Regions from separate parts of the Mus musculus genome. Here region 2 is linked to region 1. A link is a contact called in public Hi-C data. All regions are on one chromosome and are shown on one strand. Each heading gives the region's core, a stretch centred on a gene start, on an enhancer-like site or on the middle of the called end of the contact. The rest is flanking DNA. Distances are from core to core; before and after follow the strand shown. Region 1 overlaps Pakap (paralemmin A kinase anchor protein). Region 2 overlaps Pakap (paralemmin A kinase anchor protein).

Region 1 (3,407 bases), core at 351-2,850:
GAGCCTGGGTCTCTGACACTTGGGGTGGGGTCTTCCTTTCATGATACTGGCTTCCTGTTTCATAACTCCTCGTACTGGAAGTCCAAAACTTCTTGGGCCAGGGTTGAGCCAACCCTGCCCTCTTCCTCCTGTTAAGGCTGGATTCGACCAGGCTTCTGGTGCTGCTTCTGCAGAAAGTCAGGCTGTGGTTATTGGGTTCTGTTGTCAATGTGTTGTCTGGAGATGGCTTTAGCTTCGCTGTTGGACACAGCTTTACCCCTAGACAATGAACAGATGAGCATGTTTGGCTATATCTCAGTAGAGCTGAGGCGGCCACTCGGCTGGGCTCAAATGCTAGGCTGTGGATATCAACTCTGGTCCTCACAGAGCAGCGAGCAGCTTAGGCCTGTTATGTGGCCTTGGTTACTGTGTACAGAAAACACGAGAATGTCTAAATGCCTCTTTTTCCTATGAAGAATCATCCTGAAGTTAAGAGTGCTTCTATTTAAAAGATGATTAGTGAGAGGAACTCATTTTTAAAAAGATTTATTATTTTATTTATATGCATGTTATACAGCTACACACATTTATGAATTACATGTGTGTGCATGCAGGTACCCACGGAGGCCAAAGGGTGTTGGGTCCCCAAAACTGGAGATACAGATGGTTGGGAGCCACCTGGTATGGGTGCTGGGGACTGAACCCATGTCATCTGCGAGAGCTGTTAGCACTTTCTGCTGAGTTCTTGTTTGTTGTAGCCTTGGTTGTCCTGGAACTTGCTGGGTAAACCAGGCTGGCCTCACAGAAATGCACCTGCCTCTGCCTCCCAAATGCTGGGATTAAAGGCATGTGCCACCACACCCAGACCCCCTGTGTATTTTTTTAGATAGACTCTCTTGTAGCCCAGGAAGTTGTGGGCTAAGAATGGCCTTAAACTTCCCTTCCTTTGGCTTTCACCTCTGGGACAGAGAGCTGGGATGACAGACACACAGCACCACACCTTGGATATCAGGTACTAGACATCAGCCCTAGGGACTCACACATGCTAGGAAACACTTGACCCTTGGTAAATTAGTACGTCAGACTGCTCTGGAATTGAAGATTATCCTCCTGACTCAGCCTCCCAAGTGTTGGAATTACAGGCATTCCACTCTGTGCTAGTCAGTTATTTAAGAATTTAAATTCTGAGAGGTTGGGCGTTGCCAGGGAGTAGAGGCATAAACCATTATGCCCAGCCAGGAATTTAAATTAAATTTTTTTTCTTTAATGATATTTTGCAATATCATTGAAAATAGCTTGGGAAAGAGTTTGTATTCTCAATAGTAGATGAAAAATTATTTTTAAGTATTCTCAACTTCCCATTTGTAATTTTATTTTGTTCTCATGCACAGGGGATAATTTTCAATTAAACTCTCTCTGCAGATGTGGAGAGCTTTTCTTTTAATTAGGAAGACATCTCAAATGCCTCTCACTTCTATCTTTGTGCCAGTGTTAGCTTGGATCATTAAAAAAAAATGGCCGAAGGTATATTTATTCTTCCAAAGGTCAGCTACCACCCTGTACAGTGTAGACAAGAATCAACACGTGGGTGTGCATGCAGTGTTTGCTTCAAGAACATTCTTCTGGGCAGTGGTGGCCTCCTAACCCCTTGGCCAAACTGCATTTAGCTGTATCTTGTTTACAAAAGTGTTCAGCAATAGCAAGTGCACATGACCACTGATTTTAGGAAACATTCATAACTCATTTTAACATTGCCCGAACAGTATGACCTCACCTGTTTTCAAAATCGGTACTCTGTCGCCTTCAGTAATTATTCTACGTTAGCCTGCCAAAAGGTACTTCCCACTTGCAGATCCTAATGTAGTGCTTTGAAAGGCTTCATAACGTGCTCAACAATTCAGCTGGAAGGGAGCAAATGTCACTTTCTGACGGACGGGCAGCATGAGGTTTAATCTTCAGACTAGAGCATTAGCGGCTGAGGAGGTAGCTCAGTAGTGGAACATGAGCCTAGTAGATAGACGTGAGGTCCAGCAACACACACCCCCACACTCCCACACACACACACACACACTCACACACACACATACACTCCCCACACACAAACCTAGAAAACCTAAAAGAAATTAAAATGTAAACTATTAGGTAATCCCAACTTCTGGGCTTTTCTTTTAGCCCAGGCTGCCCTCAAACTCTCTTTGACTCTTTGAATCTCTCTCTCTCTCTCTCTCTCTCTCTCTCTCTCTCTCTCTCTCTCTCTCTCTCTCTCTGGTTTTTTCAAGTCAGGGTTTCTCTGTGTAGCCCTGAATGTGATGTCCTGGACTCACTCTGTAAACCAGGCTGGCCTCAAACTCAGAAATCCGCCTGCCTCTGACTCCCAGGTGCTGGGATTAAAGGCGTGTGCCACCACTGCCCGGCTTCTCTTTGGATTTCTTATGCTCCTGCTGGAATTATAGGCATGTGTCACCACACTCTGTTTATATGGTGCTAAGGATCAAACATGCTAAGAAGGCTCCCTTCCCTTGTGCTACCCCCAGCTATGCAGTTGTTTTCTGAGATTGTTATTGTACATTTACCACTGTCTGTTCCTGTTGCTGAGTGGTGTGTGTGTGGGTGTGTGTGTGGGTGTGCGCGCGCGCAGTGGTGGTGGTGGTGGTGGTAATGGAGCTCCCATCACACAACTGACTCTGTTCTCAGCTTGTCACATTCAGTTTTGTGAGCATCCATCCAACAGCCATGCTGGCCTTTGAATGAGCCTGCTCTGGGGACTCCTGTGTCACAGATATCAGCACCCTACCCACTATTTGAAGACCACACCTCATAAGGAGACTTATGTGGGTGGTGCCAATGGGCAGAGGAGATGTGGACATCAACATGTTCCATTTTACTAAGGGCGTGGGAAATAAAGATGGAGGGGGGAGCCATTCATCCTATCAATTTTCATCTTCCTCCATGTGACTTACTCTGTAGAAGATGCTCATATGATGTATCTAACTGCTCTGGATAAGGAGAACAACAGGAAAGTGGTGGGGATGACTGCAGGGGAGTGGTGGGGGATGACTGCAGGGGAGTGGTGGGGATGACTGCAGGGGAGTGGTGGGGATGACTGCAGGGGAGTGGTGGGGATGACTGCAGGGGAGTGGTGGGGATGACTGCAGGGGAGTGGCGGGGATGACTGCAGGGGAGTGGTGGGGATGACTGCAGGGGAGTGGTGGGGGATGACTGCAGGGGAGTGGTGGGGATGACTGCAGGGGAGTAGTGGGGATGATTGCAGGGGAGTGGTGGGGATGACTGCAGGGGAGTGGTGGGGGATGACTGCAGGGGAGTGGTGGGGATGACTGCAGGGGAGTGGTGGGGATGACTGCAGGGGAGTAGTGGGGATGATTGCAGGGGAGTGGTGGGGATGACTGCAGGGGAGTGGTGGGGGATGA
Region 2 (3,407 bases), core at 278-2,777, 77 kb after region 1:
AGAACACTAGACCCCCCACCCGCACCCCTTTCTGGTAAACTCTGATACTCAGGAACCCACATCAGGTGCCAATGGGGCCCAGTTTTCTCCAATTGCTAATGGCTTCCTGTCTCTATCTCACCCAAGTAAAGGAACATGTTGGCTAAGGCAGAAACCTACGAGTGAATCAATTTATTTTTATTTTTATTTGAGGGCTGGGTGTTTTGAGCTTTTTTCCTCGAATCACCCTAGAACAAAATCTGTCAATTGTTGAAAAGTTTTAGGGATAGGACAAATTCCAATCCCCATATCCCTACTTGTGCCTTTTAATGAAGACTCAAATCTCAAAAACACATACTCAAATTGCTTCTTGAAAAATTATATGGGTGTCAGCCTGAATTGATTTCCAAGTCACCTGCTAGCCTGTCTCTCAGCCCTTTCAATGTAGGGCACCTTTCTACGCCTCTGTATAGAGAAAAGCAAGCTTCATTTCCCCAAGTTGGTCCCTAGCCCTGTCTCCATTTTCCCGGTTTCTGGAAAGGATGGGTGGCTTGGTAGAGGTTATGGAGTTGGCCTTCCTGTCCCTAAAAGCTAGAGGTGATTGTCTTTAGGGCCATATAATTCTGTCCTCCTGAGCCATTCAAACACATGTTTTTAGGGTGACACATGGCCTCTTGGATTTCTGCCTCCTTAAGTGCCTCACGTGGTTCATGCTGTCACCTTCATTTGTCAAATGACTCAGTGACAAAAGAACAGAACAAAAACTCACTTTTCAAAAGGTTCCCCTGCCTCCCTGCTTAGAACTTGGGCAAACTGCTCTCTGTCCTCTTTACTGATCTTCACCCACCTGGACCAGCTACCTTGTCCTGTGTTATCTCTGGTGAGTGTCTCTAGGAACTAACAGAACACTCCATTTCCTAGGTACCCACACTAGTCCTAAATAATAATCCCAAAAGATTATCCAAGGACCGTCCCAAGCTTGGAATCTCATCTAGACCCACAGGTTCCTCTTTCACTGACAGTGCCATCCTTAGGTTTGTTTTAGAGAAACTACCCCGAAAACCTGGCCCTTCCTCCCTTCCTCCTTCCCCATTCCCTCCCTCCCTTTCCCTTCATGTCCCCCCTCTTCATTCTACTCTTGGGGTCTTACTGTAATAATGCAATGGGGTACAGGACTGTTTAAGGTTCAGAGAAACCCTCAGGAAAAGAAAAGGACATTTGGTTATAGAATCCATCAAATCCAGAATGGCCATCTAGGTCCTCGCTGGTGGGCAGCTGGTTAGACAATGGGGAAGACGAAATCCTGTTAATTCAACAGAAAAATGCAAACAAGACCTTGAATTAACAAACCTCGGCTTATCTGATATTTTTATTAATGAGTATTAGAGTATCTACTTGCCTCAAGAGATACAGGCGTTTAAATAAACAAATATCAGATGAATCAATACTTGAGAGGTTGTATAATGATCCTCCCCCTCCCCCCAAGCCTCTTCCCTCTTACTCACTTCTGGCATGGTGCCAGAGCCCAGCCGCTGGGGGCGGGGGAGTCTGTGAGTGTGCCTCTGCCGTGTACTAACCCTGGTCTTTTCCCTCTCTGCCAGTACACCTCTAAGTTACTGTCTTGCAAGGTGACTTCCGAGGTACTTTTCAAACTTGTCTGTCTGCGTCCTGATGCATGCTTGATCTTGGTGCACGCGGTTGTGGTTTGCTGTCTCATGCTGTGTTCAATAAGAATGTCAAGAAAAAGCCTCCTCTCCATGTGTGTTTTCTGCCTGACCTTTCTGAATTGGGGAACTGACTTAAATATTGGTGTCCAGATGATAATGAACACCGCTGTGCTGTGCTGTGCTGTGCTGTGCTGTGCTGTGCTGGGACGTGGGGTTGGAGAAGACCTTGGTCACCCAAGGGTCTGGAAGATGTTGAACTTGAGGGCAACTATTGACAGACTGTGTGGATTCTTGTAGTTTCTTCAGGCACAGGTAGCAAATGAGTTCTAGTCTGGTTAGCAAGCAGTGCCACCCGTACAGGCCAATCTTGTGATTTTTGACTAGTCCTTTATTAACCTTACCACAATTCCCAGAGAGCTCTGCACTATGGACTGAGGACAACTTATTTCAAAGGCAAACCATCCCAGTCCCTCTTCCCTCCTCCCTCCCTCCAGTCTTAGGACCTGTATTTCTGTTCTGGAAGCTCAGCTAAGCAGCGGTCTTTCCCCAAACCTCCTCTTTCCCCATACAAGTTCCATTAACATAGATTTCACAAATATATGTGCTCTGAGAATGCAATACTTGTGTGGCTGGAGAGATGGCTCCGCAGTTAAAAATTCTTCATGTTCCTGCCAAGGACTAGGGGAGTTTGATTCCTGGCACCAAAAACATCTGGTGTGTCACAATCACCTGTAACATTAGCTCCAAAGGTTCTGATGGCCTCTTCTGGCCTCGGTAGGAGTACCTAGGTAGATAGGTACTCTCACACACCCACACACATGGATTGGATCCAGGGCATATACATATATATTTGAAAAAAAATTTTTTTTAAATGTAAAGCCAAGCATGGTGTCACATGATTATAATCCCAGTGCTTAAAAGACACAGGCAGGAGGATCCCTGTGAGTTCAAGGTCAGCCTGGTCTACATAGTGAGTTCTTAGACAACCAGAGCTGCACAGAGAAACCTCGTCTTTCCCCAACACCAAATTAAACATGTAAAGTATTGTATGTCTACACACATAAATGCATGCACACATACATATAGACACACATACATATATACACACATACATGTATACACATATACACATACACATGTGTGCCTAGGACTGAATCCAGGGAAATGTCGGGCAAGCACTGTCTAGATAGTTTTAGTTCTATTTTTATTCCTTTTCTTAAAAAAGTTTTTTTTTTTTTTTTTCTGGGGTTGGGGATTTAGCTCAGTGGTAGAACACTTGCTTAGCAAGCGTAAGGCCCTGGGTTTGGTCCTCAGCTCTGGAAAAAAAAAAAAGTTTTTTTCTTTTTTTCAACGTTGTTTTTTTCTGTAAGAAAGCACAACACTTTATATTTTTATTTCTGCTGTACTGAATTTGTATTTCAGAAGAACTGTTTCAAGTGTACAGAATTGTACAGAAAACTGTTCATCTACACAGTTCATAGTTTATGGAGAATCAGGCCTGCATCAGGCACTATAGCAGAGTTGAGAAGGCAGCAGGCACACGCGCTCCTGAAGGCATGGAGCCCAGCCTGCAGGTTCCCCTGCCTTAGGATGGCAGCATCTGCCCCTCTCACTGCCCCATTCCTGTAATTCCATAGCATTCAAGGGATGTTTCTCCGAGAATTGAATGTGGCAGATCCAATTCAAGCCCTCTTGTCACTTCTCCCAGTTCCCACTCCTCTGTGTGTCACTCTTTATCTCCTCTGAGGGGGGGTCTCAATT

Evidence for each region. Hi-C and Micro-C count contacts between places; a contact is called where the count stands out from the background.
Region 2: a contact with region 1 is called in a Hi-C map of liver, with 2.3 times the contacts expected there. The contact joins two enhancer-like sites. A contact is called at or near these places in 9 of 39 promoter capture datasets (the C10 cell line, cranial neural crest, embryonic stem cells and 5 more), 4 of 15 datasets of contacts at CTCF or cohesin (CD8 T cells, the NIH/3T3 cell line, large pre-B cells and 1 more), 22 of 484 Hi-C or Micro-C datasets (B cells, CD8 T cells, the CH12 cell line and 11 more), 7 of 115 datasets of contacts at active chromatin or transcription factors (CD8 T cells, bone marrow-derived dendritic cells, bone marrow-derived macrophages and 3 more) and 1 of 9 other capture datasets (embryonic stem cells).

Annotation. Positions count from the first base shown.
Region 1 is chr4:57,808,076-57,811,482 of GRCm38.p6, forward strand. All of the region lies in intron 7 of Pakap (paralemmin A kinase anchor protein), which reads left to right. Among named protein-coding and RNA genes, the nearest start is that of Gm35099, 54 kb to the left of the region's middle. Within about 2 kb of position 1,601, at least 10 of the 459 cell types and tissues checked have an H3K27ac peak or open chromatin away from gene starts, as enhancers often do. A contact at or near this core is called in CD8 T cells and liver, where this site is marked.
Region 2 is chr4:57,884,709-57,888,115 of GRCm38.p6, forward strand. It overlaps Pakap (paralemmin A kinase anchor protein), which reads left to right. Exons shown (of 11, transcript NM_001384150.1): 10 at 1,581-1,619. Among named protein-coding and RNA genes, the nearest start is that of Gm26138, 8.9 kb to the left of the region's middle. Within about 2 kb of position 1,528, at least 23 of the 459 cell types and tissues checked have an H3K27ac peak or open chromatin away from gene starts, as enhancers often do. A contact at or near this core is called in CD8 T cells and liver, where this site is marked.